Regions from separate parts of the Mus musculus genome. Here regions 1, 3, 4, 5, 6 and 7 are each linked to region 2. The links are chromatin contacts, called in public HiChIP or PLAC-seq and promoter capture Hi-C maps. All regions are on one chromosome and are shown on one strand. The core of a region is the stretch at or near the end of the contact, and the rest is flanking DNA. Distances in the headings are between cores, read along the strand shown. Region 1 has its middle 67 kb from the start of Far2. Region 2 holds the start of Klhl42 (kelch-like 42). Region 3 holds the start of Far2 (fatty acyl CoA reductase 2). Region 4 has its middle 18 kb from the start of Gm15762. Region 5 has its middle 94 kb from the start of Far2. Region 6 has its middle 90 kb from the start of Gm15762. Region 7 has its middle 40 kb from the start of Gm15762.

Region 1 (2,700 bases), core at 87-2,586, 890 kb after region 2:
CCCCTCACCCCTCCTTGCTCCACTTAAACAATAAACCTCCGCTTAGAAAACTAGAAATGTAAGGTTCTATTCATCTGATTCCTACTCTCTAGCAGCTTCAAAATAACTATGAAATGAAACAAAGTGAAAGCTGAGACATTTCTCTTAACACCTGGAAACCCACTCATAAGATAGAAAATGAACCACCAAATACAAACTAAGAATAAGCCAACATGTAAATGAAATGCAAATGCATATCTATGATGTGGATGCAAAACACTAACCAAATCAGCACGTGAATTATTATATCTGAAGATACTGGGAGCCAGACAGCTTTATGCCTCATTTTCGGGATTCTTATAATCATCTGAAATATTTCCCAAGTTTCTACTTCAGAGCTGTCACAAACTTAGTAATTTCTGTGTTTTTTAGATTATTCAACATTATTAACATTTATCACACAATAAGACATTTCAAGAGGCATAGAATTACTCACTTCCAAGAACAGTGGTACACACCCTTAATCCCACCACTCAAGAGGCAGAGGCAGATAGGTCTTTGAGAGTTTGAGGCTAGCCCAGTCTATAGAGCAAGTTCCAGGACAGCCAGGAACTTAGTGTGGTCTTGCTTTAGAAAAAATAAAAATAATTAAACATACCAAAAGTGAATGGTTTGTTTTCTGTCCACTATGGGCTTGACCATCTTATTCAAGGCTACCCAAGAACACTGTGATGAGAGTGTTTTCAACATGAGTCTCACAGAAATATGAGCTTTGGTGGGTCTGGTGGGTCTCTCCTGGTTCACAGACCTCCATACTGAAATTTTAGGCTGCCAATAAAGTGCGGATGAAAGGCACACAAAGCCCCAGAAGGTTCAAACCAGGGACTTCTGAAGAACCCTGGCCCAGAGCATCCTTGTGGCACTGGATAGATGATAGTGTAAGGACAGGAAGATTTGCTGTTCTTGGGAAAGATGGGGAAATGGAACTGCTCTTTAGTGCAGACACATAAGTAATACATGCTTTCATGACATAGGAATGCAGCTAGCTGTGACTAATGTCTTGTGGTTCTTTCTACTATAATAAAATATAATAATGTCTATGGAGTTTGCCTACAAAATTATTTCAGGCTATTTCAGAAGCAAAGACTTGGACAATATACTGATACCTTGACAGAAGAGATCTCATTCTCTAGATCAGCAACCCGGTCTCCAGCAAGCAAGGAGTCAGGGTTCCACAGGTGTAATTAGACAGCTTCACAGATCTGAGTAGAACCTCAGCCGAAGCAAAGGCGTCACAGCTTCAAGACTTGTCCTATCTGTGGGATAGATTTTGGGATAAGATTCAGTGGAAAATGTTGTGACTGGAGGTTCTAATTGCTGGGGTGGCAGTGATTTCTGGAAGGCTTCTAGAACATCTCTCCCTTACTCTCTTTTTCCAGGTTTCTACTCCCAAGCTGTACACAGTCTCAGGAACACCTGAAGTGTCAGAGGGTGAAAATTAGGAGCCCCACACCTCTGAGGTTATGTCTGGCATCCCCTTAGTACAACAATATTTTTAGACTTTGGTTGAAAATTTCACAATGATTTCATTCCCAGTCTGGAGTTGTTTCTGCTTATGAGATCATGGGTTTCCTAGGTCTGTAAGTAAGAAAGTACTGGGTCAGAATCAATACAGAAAGAGACTGCATGTTCTTGACATAAAGTGTGGGGAACCTAAAACTTGAATTTTTCAGGATTAATGGACTGCTTGTAGGGAAGAAAACTGGGCTGTGGTGCCTCTCACCTGAAATAGAAGCATAATTCCAGATTAGGCTACATAGTGAGTCCCAGGCCAGCCTAGGCTGCAGAGAGAAATCTCAATTCAAAACTAAACAAACAAATGGAAATCACCATTTATATTCATTTTAACAATTCTATCTTGTTCTAGAGGCATTTATTCATAATGACTTTATCAGGGTGGCTTCTCTGTGTTAGTACCCAGTTGTAACCTCCTCCTCCATCATCATCATCATCAGCAGCAGCATCATCATCATTATCATCTTGCCTGGTGTTACCCACAGCCACTGAAAAACCTTTTTCTTTGGTCAGTAGTCTCTTTGCTGTCAACAGATCGATTTATCCATGTGTTATGGCTCTGTTTTGAGTTAATTTCCAGAGACAAGCAGCAAATAACTGTGAATATCCTTGCCTGGAGCAAATGACTTATCAGGAAAAAAATATGACATATGTTTAACATTATGTAGAAGCAGCACAGTTTTATTAAGTCGTCCACTCTCTGAGCAAAGGATGAAGAACCTGGCTCAGCTGGTGGGTATCACTGGATGGAACGGTTGCTACAACAGAGGGGCAAACACCAGCAATCACAAGTAACGGAGGTAAGCCACTGAGGTCACACAATCGAAAACATCACTGACGAAAATCGCTGGACACCAGACTTTCCTGTGTGTTAAATGCTCAGAATTCTTGTTTCCTATCTATTCTAGTGAATATTATTTTTCTTCATTTTTTTTCTTTTCAGTCAGGTTTCTAGAATGTAATCACAACTCAGATACTTGTCAAATCTGAGCTCTCCTTTGAAAAAACAGACAGTTGCTGGTATTGGGATTGGAAGATTTTCAGGTCGTTCAGTGTATGACTTTCTATCATTCAATTGCTCTAGAAGTCAGTTTTGTTACAAATAGAATTTAAAACTCAACAAATGTAAAAAAAAAAATGTGAGCA
Region 2 (2,700 bases), core at 151-2,650:
TTAGCAAAGCAACAGCAGTGAGCCCCTTAGGGCTGTGACCCTGAGCACCAATTGTCAGTGTTTAATGATCAATGACAGCTTCATCCACTCAATGATGACATTAAACAACGTGTTCATGAAGCCTTGATACTACTATAGCTTAAATACTTTGTAACAAAGAAGTTTATATGTATTTGTCTTTATGCCCAGCTTTTTAGAACACTGTGTGGTTTACTGAAGTTATTGGATCTTTTAAGATGCCCCATCGTATGGCCAGGGGTTAAAATCTTGCAGGAGCGGTGCCCAGTATTGTCAGGTACCACTTCAGATTGCAGTCCAGCTGACCTCACTGTGGTAATGTGACCAGGGTTGAATTGCCTCTCTAATGAGAATCATTCTCAAAGGTTGGCTTTCTGGTTTGTTTTAAAAGGCAAGAGAATACCAGTTGGTCTGGAAACAAAAGCTTCCATTGGTAAAGATTCTAAAGAGCCAGAGACTAAGAGCCTGTTCTTCTGGTGACTCACTGAATCCTGCCTTGCTGATGGAGGCGCAGACAGATCCAGGTCCAGCCTTTTTTAAGTCAGCCCTCCCAGAAGCCCCCAGCCTGATGTCTAATGGTAGCTGTGGCATTTTGCCTTGCTGTAGAATCTACTAAATCCTTGGCCCCTCACCTGAAACCCTCCTCATACCCCAAACACTGAGAGTGACAGATGGGGAACGGAAGCCTGCCAGGAATGATTGCAGGCCTGTCAATCACGGGGCTGTGTTCCAAGTTTCTCAGAGTATCCAAGAAAGTAAGGCATAGCAAGCCTCAGGTCCATGTGTTGTGTCTCTTTCCCATGGGAAGGCCGGATCCTGCTAGAATGTTTTCTGTACTTCATAGTTCCTTACCTTTGTGTGTATTCTGCAGAATATAATGGCCGACAGCCCTCTCTCTGTGAAGCAGCCGACGGACACAGTAATGCTGGGGAATGCAAGGCAGGGCACCATGGGTACCAGGGCAGACACTATCGCTTCATTACAGCCTTTGGGATCCAGCCTTCTAACCAAGCGTCCCGCCAGGGAACATAGGAAAATGTTCTTTCCTAACAGCTATGATGGGATGGTGGTGGTGGGGTAGATAGGGATGAGAGCGGGCAAGTGCTACCCAGAGGGGACAGCTCTGACGCATCTTCATCTCCGCATCCCCATCTCCGCATCCTCTCCACCCACCTGCCCTTTTTGCTGCTCAGAGACTCTGCTGTCTTGGTGCTGGGGTTTGAACCATGCCACTGCCTGCCTTCCTATCTGTCTGTCTTGTCCATGGAGTTAATAACTCTTCTAATAAATTGCTTAGCCCTAGTAATCCGTTAGTCCACTCTGGAACCACCCCGCGGATCTAAAACCTCGCAGTACTGACTGGCCCAGGAAAACTCACACAGGGACTGTGGGGCTGCGGGAAACACCAGAAGATCAAGTACGGTGACTTGTGCGTAGGGGGCGAGCACCGCGAACCGACGCGTTTGTTTGTTTCCTAACAACACCGTGCTGGAGAAATGCACAGTGGTTAAGAGTGCACACTCCTGCTGCGGAGGACAGGAGCTCCGTTTCCGCGTAGGGCAGCTCACAACCGCCCTTACCTCAGGCTGCAGGGTGATCTGCCGCCTTTGGCTTCCTGGCACCTGCATTGTAGCGGAGGAACCCACATAGACACATGGATTAAAGATCAGAGAGGCCGTTTACTCGGAGGGCGTGTGACGCACCGGCGGGGCTGAGCCCGGGGCCCGCGGCCCGCGGCGGCGGAAGGAAGGAAGCGAGAGCGCAGGCCGGGCTCGGCGGAGGCTGTGCGCCCGGGGGAGGAGCCTGAGCGGCCGAGCGGCGGGGCGCAGCGGCCCAGCCATGTCGGCCGAGGAGATGGTGCAGATCCGCCTGGAAGACCGCTGCTACCCGGTGAGCAAGAGCAAGCTGATCGAACAGAGCGACTACTTCCGCGCGCTCTACCGCTCCGGCATGCGCGAGGCCGTGCGGCCCGAGGTGGGCCCGGAGGTGCAGCAGCTGCGCGGCCTGAGCGCTCCGGGCCTGCGGCTGGTGCTGGACTTCATCAACGCGGGCGGCGCGCGCGAGGGCTGGGGCCTGAGCGAGGACGAGCTGGCCGAGGCTAGTGTGCTGTCCGAGATGGTGGAGGCCGCGTCCTTTCTGCAGGTCACGGCGCTTCTGCGCTTGCTGCTGTCGCACGTGCGTCTGGGCAACTGCCTGGAGCTGTACCGCCTGGCGCAGGTGTACGGACTGCCCGACCTGCAGGACGCCTGCCTGCGCTTCATGGTGCTGCGCTTCCACCAGGTGCTGTGTCAGCCGCAATTCCCGCTACTGTTGTCGCCGCCGCAGGCCCCCGGGGACTGCAGCCTGAAGCAGAGGCTGAGGGAGGCCCGCATGCGCGGGACCCCGGTCCTGGTGGCCCTGGGGGACTTCCTCGGGGGACCCCTTGCCCCGCACCCGTATCAGGGGGAACCCCCGTCCATGCTTAGGTACGAGGAGACCACGGAGCGCTGGTTCCCCCTGGCCAACAACCTGCCCCCCGACCTGGTGAACGTCAGGGGCTACGGCTCAGCCATTTTGGACAACTACCTCTTCATCGTGGGTGGTTACAGGATCACCAGCCAGGAGATCTCTGCCGCACACTCCTACAATCCCATCACCAACGAGTGGCTGCAGGTGGCCTCCATGAACCAGAAGCGGTAAGTG
Region 3 (2,700 bases), core at 11-2,510, 960 kb after region 2:
TTGCCACCCTCTTGGCCTAGCATACTGAAGAGCTGGGGTTGCAAGTGAAAGATTTCTATATCTTGTTACCATCATTTTCCTGGATCATTTCAAGTATACTCACAGAATTTGGGTCTGAGGACACATTCAGATATTTTCTCCAGTGGAGTGTGTGTGTGTGTAACTGCATGTTTGTCAAGTCCTGTTCTCTTCTCTTGCTTTTACATAGCCACCTATGTAAGACTATCTCTGGTTTACACTTCCCTTAACATACTTAATTAAACAGAGTCCAGAATCAGCAAATTCAAGAGAAGTGTGAGATTTTTTAATGGATGGAGTTCCTTGTTTCATTAATTTCAACTTTTCACGATTCAAAGTTGGTGTTTTTGTGTGCATATCACCTGTCATAATGAGATTCAGAATAATTTTGGGGCCATATTCCTTCCCACTTTCCTTAACTGACTATAAATTTGGAAGACTATCTTCCACATTGTGCAGAGAACTGAGGTGGGCGTTGGCCAGGTTTCCTCTCTGGTTGGGGGGAAATTTGCTCTCCCGCGGTCCATCATTCTATGACTTCCTGGCAGCTGGAGGGTTTCTGTCTAAAATTTACCAATAACTAAATATAAATAAAATAAAATTGTTAAAGCTACCAAGAGATGAAAGAAAGCGTTTCCTGGGGAAGTCCCAGAGATTTCCTCTGCCTGTTTCTCCCCTAGCATCCATGGTCTCTGCGCATCAGATAGCAAGAATCAGGTTTCTGCTCTCCACACCTCAAACCTCCCTGTTGCCTGCCCCCTCCCATCCCCCCAAAACACACACCTGCCACCCCTTGACTGTTTAAAAGCCCTTGAGCTGGCGCATCCCTGCCGAGCTCCTCTGCAGCTTCCATCCACCTGGCGTGTGGTGCGGAAGAGATGGATAAATGGGATCTGGAGTGCATTTTGCCAGTGCAATAGGAAGTGATCGCTCCTGCAATGAATCAAATCAGACTCTTTCTCTCTCTTCCCCTCCCTCCTTCCTTTGCTTTTCCAGACAGGGCGCCATCCCAGCTAACTTTCCCCTCACCCAACAATGCACACCAAGGGGGAACACACCCGAAGCCCAGGCGATGCCATCCTCGGGGCCTGTGCGTCCGAGGCCCCGGCACTCCTCCCGCCCTGGCAGAGGCCTCGGCTGGGCGCCCAGCAGCGACCAGGAAGGTCGGAGGGAGGGTGCGCTCCTCCCGCCCCACACCCAGTTTCTGAGCCGGATATATAGAGAGTCACGTTTGGGAGCCGGGAGAGCAGAGGCGCGGTTCAGAAAAGCTCGAGTGCCTCCTTCATCTCCGGGAGGACCGTGACCACCAGCCGGCAAGTCAACCGCACTGAAGCAGCAGGTACCACAAGGAAGAGAGCGGGGCGGGGAGGCCAGAAGGTTAGGCTAGGGGGACCTGAGGACTGTGGCTGTAAAGCAGGCAGGCACTAGGAGAAAAGCGGTGGCCCTGCCTCGCGTCCCTGGCCACTCACAGTCCTCCAGAGTCCTGTAGGCTCTAGGTATCTCTGAGTCTGCTAGGTGAGATGCACAGCCATTGGAAAACTGGGAAGGGCTGAGCAAGGTGAACATGGGAACCTCTCAGTAGTAACTGGGGACCAAGGTACAGGGGTATCTGGCTGGTCCCACCCAAGCCTTCCTAGTTCAGGAGCTACTCCTAGAGACAGCATATATTTCCAGGCCACATGTACAATGCTCCCTTTTCATGTCCTCCCTTACCCACTAGCTCACCTCAGGCTGTGAGTATCCAGACCCTTACTTAGAGATTCTTCAGGGTCATAAACCCCAGGGTGAAGTAGGCTTCAGTGACCAAATAGGTCTGTCCCTGATCAGAAGTTTCTGACTTCCTCCAGTGACTTGGGCATCATGAAGAGAACAAGAGGGGTAGGTGTCAGGGCCTCCAGCTAGGACAGGTGGCTTAAGGAAGGCTGTTCACACACCTCTGGGGGTGAGATTGCAGTCAGTATAATTTATGCCCATCCTAAGAATGCCTTGCCCCTGTCAGGCTCCTGACCCCAGTCTCCTTCCTGTCTCCTTTTGGGGTAAGATAATGAACACTTTTTGTTCCATACATTATTTACCTACTGTTGAGCTATCGTGATTATTATCTCTTTATCTGTAAGACTCTGGCTACCTTTTGAGTCATGCCGAGTGAATGCTCCATCGTTTGTGAGCAAGGAACCAAGTGAGCAGGAAACTCAATAGGGTTGTGTGCTTCTGCTTGTTTGTGGCCGTCTCCAGAGTTTGACATTGCAAATGGAAGTGTAAGACTCAGCCTGTAGCCCCACAGTTTGTCTCTCTGCTTCTCCATCTATGTGATCTGGAGAGTTGACTTGGGGTCATAGTTATTCTAAGTCATAAAATAGGGCAAAGAGATTAAATAAATTTTAAGGCGTCTTATAAACTGCACAGGTATTCATTTCAGCAAACTTCACATCTTGGACTTTGGCAGTGTCTAGAGATAACCAAGAGGTTTCTCCTGACCAAACTTCAAGGACAGTGATTTCGTTCATAGTGTTTCTAAAGACCTGTGTCTTACTCTTTATTTCCTTTATTCTAAGGGCATCTTCCACTCCTATCTCAAGGGATTCCCCCCCGCCCCCATCACTCCAAATGGTAATATTAGGCTACAATTGTCTGTCAGAGAGAAGCAGGTCACAGTGTGCTGGTCAGCATCAACACCATCAG
Region 4 (2,700 bases), core at 180-2,679, 650 kb after region 2:
GTGCTGAAGTTTTAAGGGGTCTCATACATGGAAAAGATGGTAGAGTAGTGTTATATCTGCCCAGTCTAGGCTCACAGCATGTATTCATATTAATTGAGTTGTGTTTTCATTGCCAGGGTATATCTGGGTTGGAGAGATTTAACACAACAAGGTGTCTTATTATATTGCTCTCTACCTTATTCCTCATGTACCCTGGCAGCCAGTCAGCATCAGAGTCTCTGTCTCCACCTCCAGCTTTGGGATTACAGGGATCTTTGTCTACACTGGCTTTTTACATGAGTGTTGGAGATCTGAACTCAAGTTCTCACACTTGTATAATATAGATACTATATATAATTAATATTAGACATCAACATATTGTGTGTATATGAACATTAGAAATGTCAGTTGTAGTAGCTCAGGTTGGCCTCAGATTCCTTATGTAGCCAAGGATGCCCTTTTACTTCTCATCCTCCTGCCTTCACCTCATGAGTGCTTGGATTCCAGGTGTGCTCCACTATGCCTGGCTCATCCCAGCTTAGAGTCTGAACCAGTACTTGATGCCAGGCAAATGCCATTTGAGCTTAAAGGTTGATATTGTTACCATCACTTGCTTCATTGGTAATATTGTTTCCTAACAAAATTGTTTCTATTTATTTGCCATTGGGGGTGATGAGTTAGAGCCCTCTGCTGACTGAAATACATCTTCATCCGTCCACATAATTTTCTCAAACAAGAATTCAGTTTCCCCAATTGTTGCCTTTGCGTTGCTGTCAGGAAAGCAGTGGCTGTTTACTCTTTTGACATAACTTACAAAGTAGAAATACTAAAGTTATGTCACTGGTTATACTTTGGAGTTTAAAGTATATACATTTTAATCTTACATGTTTTTTAATTTCTAAGTTTTGTTTCAAGGAAACATAATTGACCCCTAGGGAGGTGGGCTCAGGATCAGAGTCCTTGCGTTCTTGGTGTGCTAACCTCAATCATGGTACAATTGGATAAGTCTCTACATGTTTAAAATGATGTCAGAAATCTCATAGAGTTGCTATTTGGATGAAATAACATGAGAAAGACCTAGAAAAAAAATCCAGGATCAGTGTGTTCTGTAGATATAAGCACTAAATGTTCTGTAAATAAAATAGTTATTTTTACCAATCATGGTGACACCTATTATTCACGCTTAACTCACAACTCATGGTTCTGTTTGGTTTCCACGATGACCTCCACTTCTTTTATACAGAAAATTTTCTATACGGAGTGTTGGTTTTGTATGTAGCATTATCAGGATGCATATTTTAAATTCACAAAGCACACTTGGACATTGGTGTGCTTTGGTTCACAAACATATTCCATCCTTATGGAAACAAAACAAGACACTGGACTGAGCTGTGTACTCTTGGTTTGTTAAGTTATCACAGTGGTGGCTTTTCATGCTGATAAGAATGTGGGCAAGATGCCAGGATGCACTGTGGCAGAGAAACCAGAGAGGTATTAGCCAGCATTCATGCAAGCCATGGTAGAAAGCTCTCTGCTTCATTTGAGGCCCATCACTGTGAACTCCAGCACTTCTAAATTATCTAAATTATTGATTATGAGTAGAGTTCTTTGAAGACAGAACCCACATTTTAGTTGTCTACCCCAATGACACATCTCTTGTGAAGTCCTTCAGATGTGGCAGGCTGGGAAGATGACACTAACGGAGGTTCAGAAGGTCCTTGAAAGCAGAGTCCAGTGGCCAGCACTGACTGGCAGGCCTGGGATGTTGCCAGAAGTTCAAAGGTCACCGAGGCTAGGCTATGCACAGAACCTCAAGCCCTCTCGATAATGTGGACAATGCAGAGACTAGTAAATACATGTGAGCACAGCAGTGCAATCCTAGAAAACGGTCCCAAAATTCCAATTTTTGTATCATCTCACTGGGTGGTTGCTTTGGCTATCAAGACTCACAGCCTGGCACTGATTCACTAGAATTAAACATCATGGGGGGGGGGGGAGGTTCATTATGATATAAAGGCCTGTCCTGGCCCAGGCTCCTAGGTGACCTCATTGAGATTTTTATTCAAAGCAGCAACTAATGTGCATGCTAGTTTCATATCAGATTGACAGAGGGTAGAGTCATTTGAGGGGAGGGAACCTCAAATGAGACAGTACCTTCGTAAGATCAAGCTAGAGGCAAGACTGTAGGACATTTTCTTAATTAGTGATTGATGGGGGAGGGCCTACCCCATTGTGGATGGTGCCACCCCTGGGCTGGTGGTCCCGGGTTCTATGAGAAGGCAGGATGAGTTATCCATGAAGAGCAAGCCAGTAAGCAGCACTCCTCCATGGTCTCTGCATTGGCTCCTGCCATTCGCTTCTGCATGGCTGAGTTCTTGCCTTGGCTTTCCTTAATGGACTGTGACTCAGGGTATGAAAGGCAAATAAACCTTTTCCTCTCCAAGTTGTTTTTGGTCATAGTGTTTCATCACAACAATAGTGACTCTAAGACAAATAATCATAGAACAACGTTCAAAAGAGAATAAGAGACCCTGGAACAATGAGTGTTTGATGATATTAAAGATGGTGCTTTACTGCACTGGTCAGATAGGATAGTACCATATGGCTGTCATATAAAGGAGCTCTTACGTTCCCAAGACATACTAAAATCATCAATGCATGAAAAATGATATGATATATAAAATCTGCCTCAATATAATCTTTATACACAGCAAAATGGAT
Region 5 (2,700 bases), core at 143-2,642, 860 kb after region 2:
GTGCATGTATATGTGTATATATGTGTATACATGTGCATGTGTGTACATGTGTATCTGTGTGAATGTGTGTGCACATGAGTATGTGTGTGTGCATGTATATGTGTGTATGTGTATATATGTGCATGTGTGTGCACATATGTATGTGTGTTCCTGTGTATATGTGTGAATGTGTGTGCACATGTGTATGTGTGTATATGTGCATGTATGTGTATACATGTGTGTGTGTGCGTGTGTGTGTGTGTGTGTGTGTGTGTGTGTGTGTGTGTGTTTGGAGAGTGAGAGGAGAAGGGTAGAGGAGGTTATCCTCAGTGTTGTGTCAATCTGCTTTTCTGTTTACAAGCATAAACACGGGGAACTGGACTGAGGCAGTTGAGAGTCAGCCTTGAGAACTCCCAAGTTTCTTGCTCTACCCTGCACTCCTCCAGTGTTAAAGGCCAAGGGACTCTCTCTTCTGTGTTTAGGACCCAATGGTTGTATGCCTATGTAACAGGGGCAGCTTCCTGGTCCCATGTCTCATCCTCTCCCACCTGTGCCTCAGTACCACATTGTGGTCAGCACACAAAGTGTTTCCCTTTCCCTTAGTATTTAGGCATTTCTGCTCACTGCAGCATCAGCAAGCATCATCATGCCAGACTTTGGAAGCAGTGGCAGCAAGCATCATCATGCCAGGCCTTGGGAGAGATCAACACCATGGTTCACACCAATTCTCATGCCTAAGGCTTTAGAACTGAGCACTCTACAAACAACTCTAGAGCCACGGTGTTCTGCGTTCTCCTTTAGGTGGGTATGTGTATGACTCAACATATGCTCCTTTCTCACATACACACAGAAGCCTGGCCTGTGGGAGGCCTCAGAGTTCGGGAAGCCTCTGCCTGGGAGACATCCTGGCACTGGGGTATTCTGGAGTTACAAAAGATGCACGGCTTTCTGTTGGCTTTCTTCCCTATGTGCGGCCCTGGTGACTGCCCAGGGAGAGGAAAGCCCCTCACTCCCCCAGGACTTGAGGCACCTTCCTGTTCCTTGGCTGCATTTACAAAATCTCCCTGAATAATCAAGCGGCTCTCATGATTTCAGCTTCCCTGGGGAAGGCTCTGGCAGTCCCTGGCAGTGCAGTGCACAAGGTTTGGGGTCTGGGTGGGGGTGGGGGTGGGGTTGGGGACAGAGTGGAGAACTGGAGCTCAGGAGCACAGTTTTGAGCCAAGCTGATTTCTATTACCTTGGGTATGTGAAAGCAGGAAGAAATGTCACATTATCCGCCCCCCCCCAGCTTTGCGTGCCTTGCCTGGCATGGAGTCTGCCAGTTTAGACCACCTATAATGCAGACCTGCAGACCTGGAAGAAAACACTCTCTGTGATAAACACACCCAGGCATCTGTGAGGCAAGAATGCCCTCTAACGGAAGTGTGAAGAATGTCGGTGATTTACCTTCTTTCTATTTAACTGGCAACAATTCTGCCCCATTTTACATCTTGGGTTCAAAGCTCATGTTTACATTCAAATACATCTATCAGGAGGACCTGGTAAGCTGCCAAAAGATTCTTCTGTGGCTCTGTCTCCCATGAATCCTAGTTCCTGCTTATAATTTTTATCCTTACTTATGATTGAGAAATGAAGGGTTTCTGGGCTTAATTTCACTCAGGTTTTGAGATGAGGTAGCCACAGTGTTTTTAGCCCCATCGTCCTCTGAGAAGTGCCCATGCTTTTTCCTAAAGTCATGTGTTAACCATTTAGCCAATTCTACTTGGCTCAGAGCACCCTGAAGTCCTCTTATGATGATGCAATGTCGCAAAGTCCAAGTTGATCTGTGTGGGTCGGCATAGGAGAGCTCCGTTCAGACTTGCTGACTGCACTTACTGAGAAAAACCCACATAGGCATATTCCAGAAGCAGTGCCGATTAACTCAAATTGAACCCCAGATCAGGCTAAGCTTGTTGGGCATTACATGCCTCTCTCCTCTGTGAGTGAACTAAGCCATTAATACTTAGACAGTAGAGACAGCTGCTTGGATTCTGGGCCATGTCTGAAGGGCCTTTTCACCCTGTCACTTGGCCGAGACGGTGGCTCAGACAAGAAATGGATTCAGCTAGCTTCCCATGCCATCCAAGCAGAACCAGGTCATGTGTAAGAACGGCAAACCATGGGCTTCCAAGAGCTATGGAAATTGGTGGAGCTTGCTGTCACTAGAAGCAAGACTTATAGACCAGCATTTCTTCTCATTTCTTTGTTAGACTGGAAATGACTACCTGGCCTGTAGGTGTGTGACTTATAACCGGACCCCTGAGCCTGAACCTGAACCAGGAGGGACACCCACTCAACTCAAGAGTAGAGTTGTCTACTCTACTCTTGAGGTTTGTCTCTCACTTTTGTGGTTCATAACATTAAATCACTGTGAGGCTGGGAAATGACTCAGCATAAACATGAAGACTGAGCTAGATTCTCAGCACATGTTAAAAAAGGAAAAAGAAAAAAGAGAGAGAAGAGGAAGGGAAGGAAGGAAGGAAGGAAGGAAGGAAGGAAGGAAGGAAGGAAGGAAGGAAGGAAGGAAGGAAGAAAAGGAGGAAGGGAAGGAGGGAGGGAGGGAGAGAGAGCAGTCCAAGTTCAGTGGAGCACACCTGTTCTCTCTTTCTCCTGCAGGGGAGACAGAGGCAGGAAAACCCCTGGAACTGGCTCAGAGTCTCTTTGTGCTTAGAAACAAAATTC
Region 6 (2,931 bases), core at 266-2,765, 720 kb after region 2:
ACAAACTGATGATTATTTTATGTCTTGGGCCCTGAGCAAATATACTTCCAGCATTTCTAGTACCTATTAACATTTACAAAGGTCTTTCTAGTGAGAGACAAGTCTCTGGGGAATTGTCCATGGGGAGCTAGCTCATGCCATTTCACACTTAGCATAAAGCAGACCTAACGTCTAAGTTCTGCTGTTGAAACTCCCCTTGTTATCAGAATTCTTCCTCTCCTCTCTCCTCTTTCTCTTTCCCCTCTCTCCCTCCCTTTCCCTGCTCTTCCCTTTCTCCCTCTCCCTCTCCTTTTCCCTTCCTGCCCCTTTCTTTGCCTCTTGATGACTTTAGTTTGTTATAAAAGAATAAAGGAAGTCAGGGATAACCCTTAATCCACATTGTGATTAGCCTGCCAGCAAAATTAGCTCAGGTACCCACTGGCTCAGAATAGGGTCCTTTACTCAAGATGACAACTATCATTAGCCCCAGACAAAAGAAGCACCAGACAGTCCACTTGAGACATGTTTCCAGTGATACTAACTGTTCAATTCCCTGCCTCTTTTATCCTGTGAACAAGGAAGACACTGTCTTCATCTGGAAGCTATCTCAGTCTGAAATCAGCCAGTTCACCTTAGTAATAGATTTTCTCGCAGAGCAATTTCTTACTCACTGGATGGAGGATTAGACCTAAAAATCCTATCATCTTTGAACTGACACAGCACCACACAGAGCAACCTTAAATATGACTCTCTGCTGGTATTCATCTCCCTAACCCAGGTGTCTATGTAGCAGGACTTGTATCAGGTTCTGACAGCCAAAGGTGAATTTATCCCCGAGAACCTTATATTTCATAGAGAAAGATTATAGCTCAGTGAGAATGATGTAGATAGACAGACAGATGAGGAATAGACATCTGGATGATAGACAAGTGAGATATAATAGATCTACCAGTAAAAAATAATTGTAACTCAGTGAAACTAGGATAGATAGATAGATAGATAGATAGATAGATAGATAGTAGATAGACAGACGTATGATTGACAGGTGATGATTGATAGATGCTAGATAGATAATAGACAGATTATGGATAGATTATAGGTAGGTAGAAGATAAATAGGTGATAGATGGACTGATAGATAGATGATAGGTAGATAGTTGATAAGTAGGTGACAGATTGATAGTAGATAGATGATAGATAAATAGATAGATAGATAGATAGATAGATAGATAGATAGATAGATAGATAGATAGATAGATAGATAGATGTACGTTCTTAGATGAAAGGTATGACATGTTGGCTGGAGGAAGATTTGTTCCAGGTTCATGTCCTGGGCTGGCTGGTGAGGGAAAGTCATACCTGCTCTAGGCTTTGAGGATTGGGGAAGAAGGAAGGTTCTGTAAGAAGGAAGAGAGTGTGAGAGAAGCAGATTGGGTGTGGCAATGCAATGGAGGGGGGCCCTTCTGTGGCCTTTTACCTGGAGACAAACTGAAAGCAGTGTGGCAGGTCTTGAATCTTCCACCAGAATGGGAAGCACCTCTCTGTTCCAGCAGCTCAGCAGCTACCCCTACTGGCAAGGCAAAGGCAAAGTTGCTCTCTGGGGTGTTGAATGGAGTTTCTGTCTGCTTTTATCTGGAGCTAAGCGTGCATCTCCTGGATTGCCAGGTCTATTCCAGCCTTGTCCTGCCTTTCCCCTAGCTAGTTAATGGGAAAAGTACATGATATACCACTGCTCACCTTTCTTACTGCTGTGACCAAATACACAACAAGAAGCAACTTAAAAGAAGAGGGTTTTTTTTTTGTGATCATGGTTTAATGATAGAGCCCATCATGATAGGGAAGGCATGGCTTTTGGAGCATGAATTAGCTACTCACGTGGTATCTAGGAAAGAGTGGTGAAGGCTACAGCTCATTCAGCTTTCTAATTTTTCTCATTTTTATTCAGTGCAAGATTCCAACCTCAGGGATGGTGCCATCTACACTCAGAACAGGTCTTCCTCCTCAATGAAACCCCCATGGAAAGACCCTACACACACTAAAACATGTGCCTCCTAGGTAATCCCAAATCCATTCAGGCTGACAATAAAGATCCACCTTCCCAGTGTCCAATGGCGTGTTTGTGGTCTAGTGTGGTACTTGGAAAACTAGGGATTTATGGTTGAAACTGTCTTTGTCAATATAGAGAGCTATGTTTGGAACCTCTGTGGAAATGGCTAAGGCTGCTCAACAATTCTGGGTTCTTCTCAGTTGATCCCATATGCTTTATCAACTTGTAAGCTACTGTGGAACAGAGACACCTCACACAGAATGTACTCAACTCTAATTAATCTTCATTATCTGTAGTTTTCATTCTAGAAAAATTACTGTGTGGCAGGACCTTCTTTCCCCATTTCAATGACTGATTCATTCATTTTTGTGACTGCTTTTATTTACTTATACACCATATATCTTATGTTTGTTTGTTTGTTTTATTAGAGGAATTCTTGCTTTGCAGCTTTATTGACAACCTTGTAGCTGAGGCTGGCCTCAAATCTGCAGCAATCCTCATGCCTCTGGCTCCTAGGTACCAGGATGCTATGAGCCACCCCACCTAGATTATTGAGCCTTTGACACCAGTTATGTGCTGAATATTTCCACAAACACATTACCAAGAGGGGGAGGTTTTATTTTCAGAACTGCAGATGTGTATAAGAATTCTCATGTTTCCCCCAACATCCTATCGACTCAGTTTTTCAGTATTTTCCGGAGGAAAGTTCTGTTTCATTCCTCCACAGAAGTTTTGTCTTACTGGGTGATAAAATGCCTGACTGTCCAAGTTTAAGGTGACGGCAGCAAGCTAATATAGGAAATGTTTCACCTTGGAGATTCAGTGGAAAATGCATGTGGTGAGGAAAAGGAACCTGGGTAGCATGGGTTTGGCCTTTCTGACAAATCCAAGGTTTGATATCAATCA
Region 7 (2,740 bases), core at 206-2,705, 670 kb after region 2:
GAGACCACAGCACCTTCACTTTGGACTTACAGCATGATGTGTTCTTCTTGGAGCCACACACCCAGAGGTATTGTGATGTAGACAGAGTTAGCATACACCTCAGGGATCCCTTTAACAGAGATCCCTTCAACCTTTGATCCCCAGTGTGCAAGTCCACCTTCATGTTCCCTCCATTCAACTCACCCTGTCTGGATTTGCCCTCTCTTCCATGAGACCAGATCATCTGTTCACACATGATGCAGGACTGGGTTGCCTACTCAAAATAGCAGCTCAGTGTCTTCTTGCTTGACAGAGCATCTTGCAAAAGCTATCTTCATAATAGCTTTTATGTAGGTCTTCATAAACCAGACCTACAGCTCAACTCCTCTTCCATGTACTGCTGTAACCTAGCCCAAACTAGGCATCAATCATCCCCAACTACCTGTTTCTCCGTCTTCCAGGCCCTTAAGGAGAAGTGAGGAAGCAGCTCATTTGTCTCCTACCCCCACCTCCGCACCCTCCCCACCTGCATTGTCTGGCCCAAACAGAATGTAACACATTTTAACAGATGCAAAGACACTCAATGTAGTATAGCTTATTACACCTGGAAGAGAAATTTGCATATTACATCCGACATTCCAGAGAGTAGGATTCATTTAAGACATGAATCTTCCCACAAGGAACTTAAAGCTTATTTAGGGAGGTCAGACATACACTTGAAAACTGTGGTGAAACGTATTTCTGGATCTCACAGGTACTCATTGCCCAGTTTCTAAAAACTGGCCGTACAAATTTTCCACTAGCTTGGAAGGAATATCCACCCACTGCACCGAATCTACTTGCATGTTTACGGTTATGGGAGGTGCAGGTACAGCCTGGGAGAAGGTCTTGTTCCCAGGAGATAAGCTGCGTTTATGATTGAAAGGAAGGGAGTGAGCACACTGGTCTTCCTGGCACCAGAAGCGAGCCGGTGAGAAACAAGGATATTTTTATTAATGTTCAAGCCACTTTGGATGAATGGTCATAACTGATGATGACAATTATTATTTATTAAAGCTTATAGTCCATAAAAGTAAATGGCTTTCCCTCCTTAGTGTGTGGCTGAGTAGGGTGGTTATGGCCTTTGATGGAGAAGGTCTCTGACTTGGTTTGGGGTTTCTGACCTCTGAAATGATTTCAGTGTTACATTGCTGTGCTATGTAGGGACCTAGAAGAATCCAGAGATGACTGAGGTTGAGATGCCAGGGGACAGCCCATTAGAAAGTGTAGCAAGGGGCTGCTGCACACAGAAGTATCAGGAAAAGCCCCTATGATCCAGGTCCTGGAGGACACACACACACACACACACACACACACACACACATATATATGAAAAGAAAAAAAAAACCAAATGAGTCACTTAAGACCCCACTTTGCAAGGCTGACTTTCCTAATTGTCACAACTGACTTTCTTATCAAGTTACTAGGTGACTCAGCTCTGAGAACTCTCCTTCCTGCCCTGCCCAGATCCCTCCCACTGGAGGGGACTTGGTCACAGCAAGAGAATGGGGCAGTGAGAGGAGATGATGTGCCCCTTCCTGTGATTGCTCTAGTATTTTTCTGGGCTGTGTTTGCCTTGGCAGTTTTCATAACAGCAGAAGAGAGCTGGGGTACATCTCTCTCAAAGGCCGTCCTTGAGTGCAAAGGACACACGGTTTCAGTTGGCTGAGCCTGGGAAGTTGGTATTAAACAAGACCACAATTGGGCAGAAAGAGTGAAACACTCTTTGGATATAAAACTTAACAGAGTACTTACTGTCTGTAATAAAGATAAAAGATATATTCTATGTTCCTAGTACAATGTTTAAGCTAGTATAAAAACCCACAAGGCAGAACATTTAATAATTTCAATTGAGGAGAGATAGTACTGTTTGTCTCATAAGAGCTTCCCAGTGAACTGGGAACAAGTATGCTCTACACAGATGTATCTTGCTTTCAGTTGTAGAGTTTCATGATATCTTGCGTGGTTCAAATACAGAGCAGCGTTTCCCTGTGTGTGTGCCAGGGACACATTTTCCTATAGCCCTCAGACTTTCCTGACCACAATGGCATTGAAGCTTAGCAATCTGTTTACCTTTAGAAGAGGGCTGTGAGTGGAGAGATTTCCTACCAAAGAGGGCTAGGCAGGCCTTGACACACATGGATAACATGCCATCAATTGTCCCCTGGAGGGCATCAAACATGACCCTGGGGAGTGCATAGCATGGGAGGTTCAGATGGGTTTAGATGCTGAGCAAAAGGTGGATTTGGAATGACAACCTCAGAGCCTTTGATCAATGACACAGGCTCCTGGACAAGCACTGTACTTCATCATTAAAGATACTTTCTATGAAATCAAAGAAAATCAAACCTGTCATCACTTAAAACCTCACATTATAAAGTTTCTGTGTATATATGTGGCATGTATGTGTAGTTATGTGTTACATTTGTGTGTCATGTGAATATGGTATTCGTATTATATGTGATTTATATATGTATTAATAGGTATGGGTTTGTGTGCTGTAGGTGTGTGTTGCTTGTGTGTTATATGTATGTGTTGTGTGTATATGTGTGTGTTGTGTGTGTTGTGTCATATTTATGTGCTGCATGTGTATATGTGTTTATATACATATGTATGTGTATATATTGTGCAGATGTGTGTGATGCCTATTTGCCTAAGGGGGGATTCCAATCATCTTCTTCCACCATCTCTCCTGACTTGAACCAAAGCCTCAATGGAGTAG

The links. Promoter capture Hi-C pulls out the DNA fragments that hold promoters and counts their contacts. HiChIP or PLAC-seq counts read pairs in DNA pulled down with a chosen protein or histone mark.
Region 1: an H3K27ac HiChIP or PLAC-seq map of embryonic fibroblasts shows a contact between it and region 2, with 11 times the contacts expected there. The contact joins the enhancer-like site here to the promoter of Klhl42 in region 2. A contact is called at or near these places in 3 of 39 promoter capture datasets (cranial neural crest, maxillary cranial neural crest and second pharyngeal arch cranial neural crest) and 4 of 115 datasets of contacts at active chromatin or transcription factors (the NIH/3T3 cell line, astrocytes, embryonic fibroblasts and 1 more).
Region 3: a contact with region 2 is called in a promoter capture Hi-C map of second pharyngeal arch cranial neural crest. The contact joins the promoter of Far2 here to the promoter of Klhl42 in region 2. A contact is called at or near these places in 13 of 39 promoter capture datasets (the 3T3-L1 cell line, 3T3-L1-derived adipocytes, cranial neural crest and 7 more), 4 of 115 datasets of contacts at active chromatin or transcription factors (T-cell acute lymphoblastic leukemia, embryonic forebrain, embryonic stem cells and 1 more) and 1 of 9 other capture datasets (embryonic stem cells).
Region 4: a contact with region 2 is called in a FOXA1 HiChIP or PLAC-seq map of pancreatic cancer cells. The contact joins the enhancer-like site here to the promoter of Klhl42 in region 2. A contact is called at or near these places in 5 of 39 promoter capture datasets (the 3T3-L1 cell line, 3T3-L1-derived adipocytes, cranial neural crest and 1 more), 6 of 115 datasets of contacts at active chromatin or transcription factors (astrocytes, embryonic forebrain, forebrain and 2 more) and 1 of 9 other capture datasets (embryonic stem cells).
Region 5: a contact with region 2 is called in a promoter capture Hi-C map of liver, with 6 times the contacts expected there. The contact joins the enhancer-like site here to the promoter of Klhl42 in region 2. A contact is called at or near these places in 17 of 39 promoter capture datasets (the 3T3-L1 cell line, 3T3-L1-derived adipocytes, the HPC-7 cell line and 10 more), 6 of 484 Hi-C or Micro-C datasets (Sertoli cells, adipose-derived mesenchymal stem cells, beige adipocytes and 3 more), 16 of 115 datasets of contacts at active chromatin or transcription factors (the NIH/3T3 cell line, T-cell acute lymphoblastic leukemia, astrocytes and 11 more) and 1 of 9 other capture datasets (embryonic stem cells).
Region 6: a contact with region 2 is called in a promoter capture Hi-C map of the 3T3-L1 cell line, with 10 times the contacts expected there. The contact joins the enhancer-like site here to the promoter of Klhl42 in region 2. A contact is called at or near these places in 13 of 39 promoter capture datasets (the 3T3-L1 cell line, 3T3-L1-derived adipocytes, the HPC-7 cell line and 9 more), 1 of 15 datasets of contacts at CTCF or cohesin (the NIH/3T3 cell line), 2 of 484 Hi-C or Micro-C datasets (differentiating embryonic stem cells and embryonic fibroblasts), 15 of 115 datasets of contacts at active chromatin or transcription factors (the NIH/3T3 cell line, T-cell acute lymphoblastic leukemia, astrocytes and 10 more) and 1 of 9 other capture datasets (embryonic stem cells).
Region 7: a contact with region 2 is called in an H3K27ac HiChIP or PLAC-seq map of the NIH/3T3 cell line, with 7 times the contacts expected there. The contact joins the enhancer-like site here to the promoter of Klhl42 in region 2. A contact is called at or near these places in 7 of 39 promoter capture datasets (the 3T3-L1 cell line, 3T3-L1-derived adipocytes, cranial neural crest and 2 more), 3 of 115 datasets of contacts at active chromatin or transcription factors (the NIH/3T3 cell line, embryonic forebrain and forebrain) and 1 of 9 other capture datasets (embryonic stem cells).

What each region holds. Positions count from the first base shown.
Region 1 is chr6:147,979,350-147,982,049 of GRCm38.p6, forward strand. No RefSeq gene overlaps it. Among named protein-coding and RNA genes, the nearest start is that of Far2, 67 kb to the right of the region's middle. Within about 2 kb of position 1,337, at least 16 of the 459 cell types and tissues checked have an H3K27ac peak or open chromatin away from gene starts, as enhancers often do. A contact at or near this core is called in embryonic fibroblasts, where this site is marked.
Region 2 is chr6:147,089,675-147,092,374 of GRCm38.p6, forward strand. It overlaps Klhl42 (kelch-like 42), which reads left to right and starts at 1,401. Exons shown (of 3, transcript NM_001081237.1): 1 at 1,401-2,693. The coding sequence starts at 1,858.
Region 3 is chr6:148,046,156-148,048,855 of GRCm38.p6, forward strand. Far2 (fatty acyl CoA reductase 2) reads left to right here and starts at 1,261. Exons shown (of 12, transcript NM_001347516.1): 1 at 1,261-1,357.
Region 4 is chr6:147,737,407-147,740,106 of GRCm38.p6, forward strand. No RefSeq gene overlaps it. Among named protein-coding and RNA genes, the nearest start is that of Gm15762, 18 kb to the left of the region's middle. Within about 2 kb of position 1,430, at least 7 of the 459 cell types and tissues checked have an H3K27ac peak or open chromatin away from gene starts, as enhancers often do. A contact at or near this core is called in pancreatic cancer cells, where this site is marked.
Region 5 is chr6:147,952,094-147,954,793 of GRCm38.p6, forward strand. No RefSeq gene overlaps it. Among named protein-coding and RNA genes, the nearest start is that of Far2, 94 kb to the right of the region's middle. Within about 2 kb of position 1,393, at least 40 of the 459 cell types and tissues checked have an H3K27ac peak or open chromatin away from gene starts, as enhancers often do. A contact at or near this core is called in 3T3-L1-derived adipocytes, beige adipocytes, hippocampal neurons and 2 more, where this site is marked.
Region 6 is chr6:147,809,381-147,812,311 of GRCm38.p6, forward strand. No RefSeq gene overlaps it. Among named protein-coding and RNA genes, the nearest start is that of Gm15762, 90 kb to the left of the region's middle. Within about 2 kb of position 1,516, at least 7 of the 459 cell types and tissues checked have an H3K27ac peak or open chromatin away from gene starts, as enhancers often do.
Region 7 is chr6:147,758,821-147,761,560 of GRCm38.p6, forward strand. No RefSeq gene overlaps it. Among named protein-coding and RNA genes, the nearest start is that of Gm15762, 40 kb to the left of the region's middle. Within about 2 kb of position 1,456, at least 44 of the 459 cell types and tissues checked have an H3K27ac peak or open chromatin away from gene starts, as enhancers often do. A contact at or near this core is called in the NIH/3T3 cell line, where this site is marked.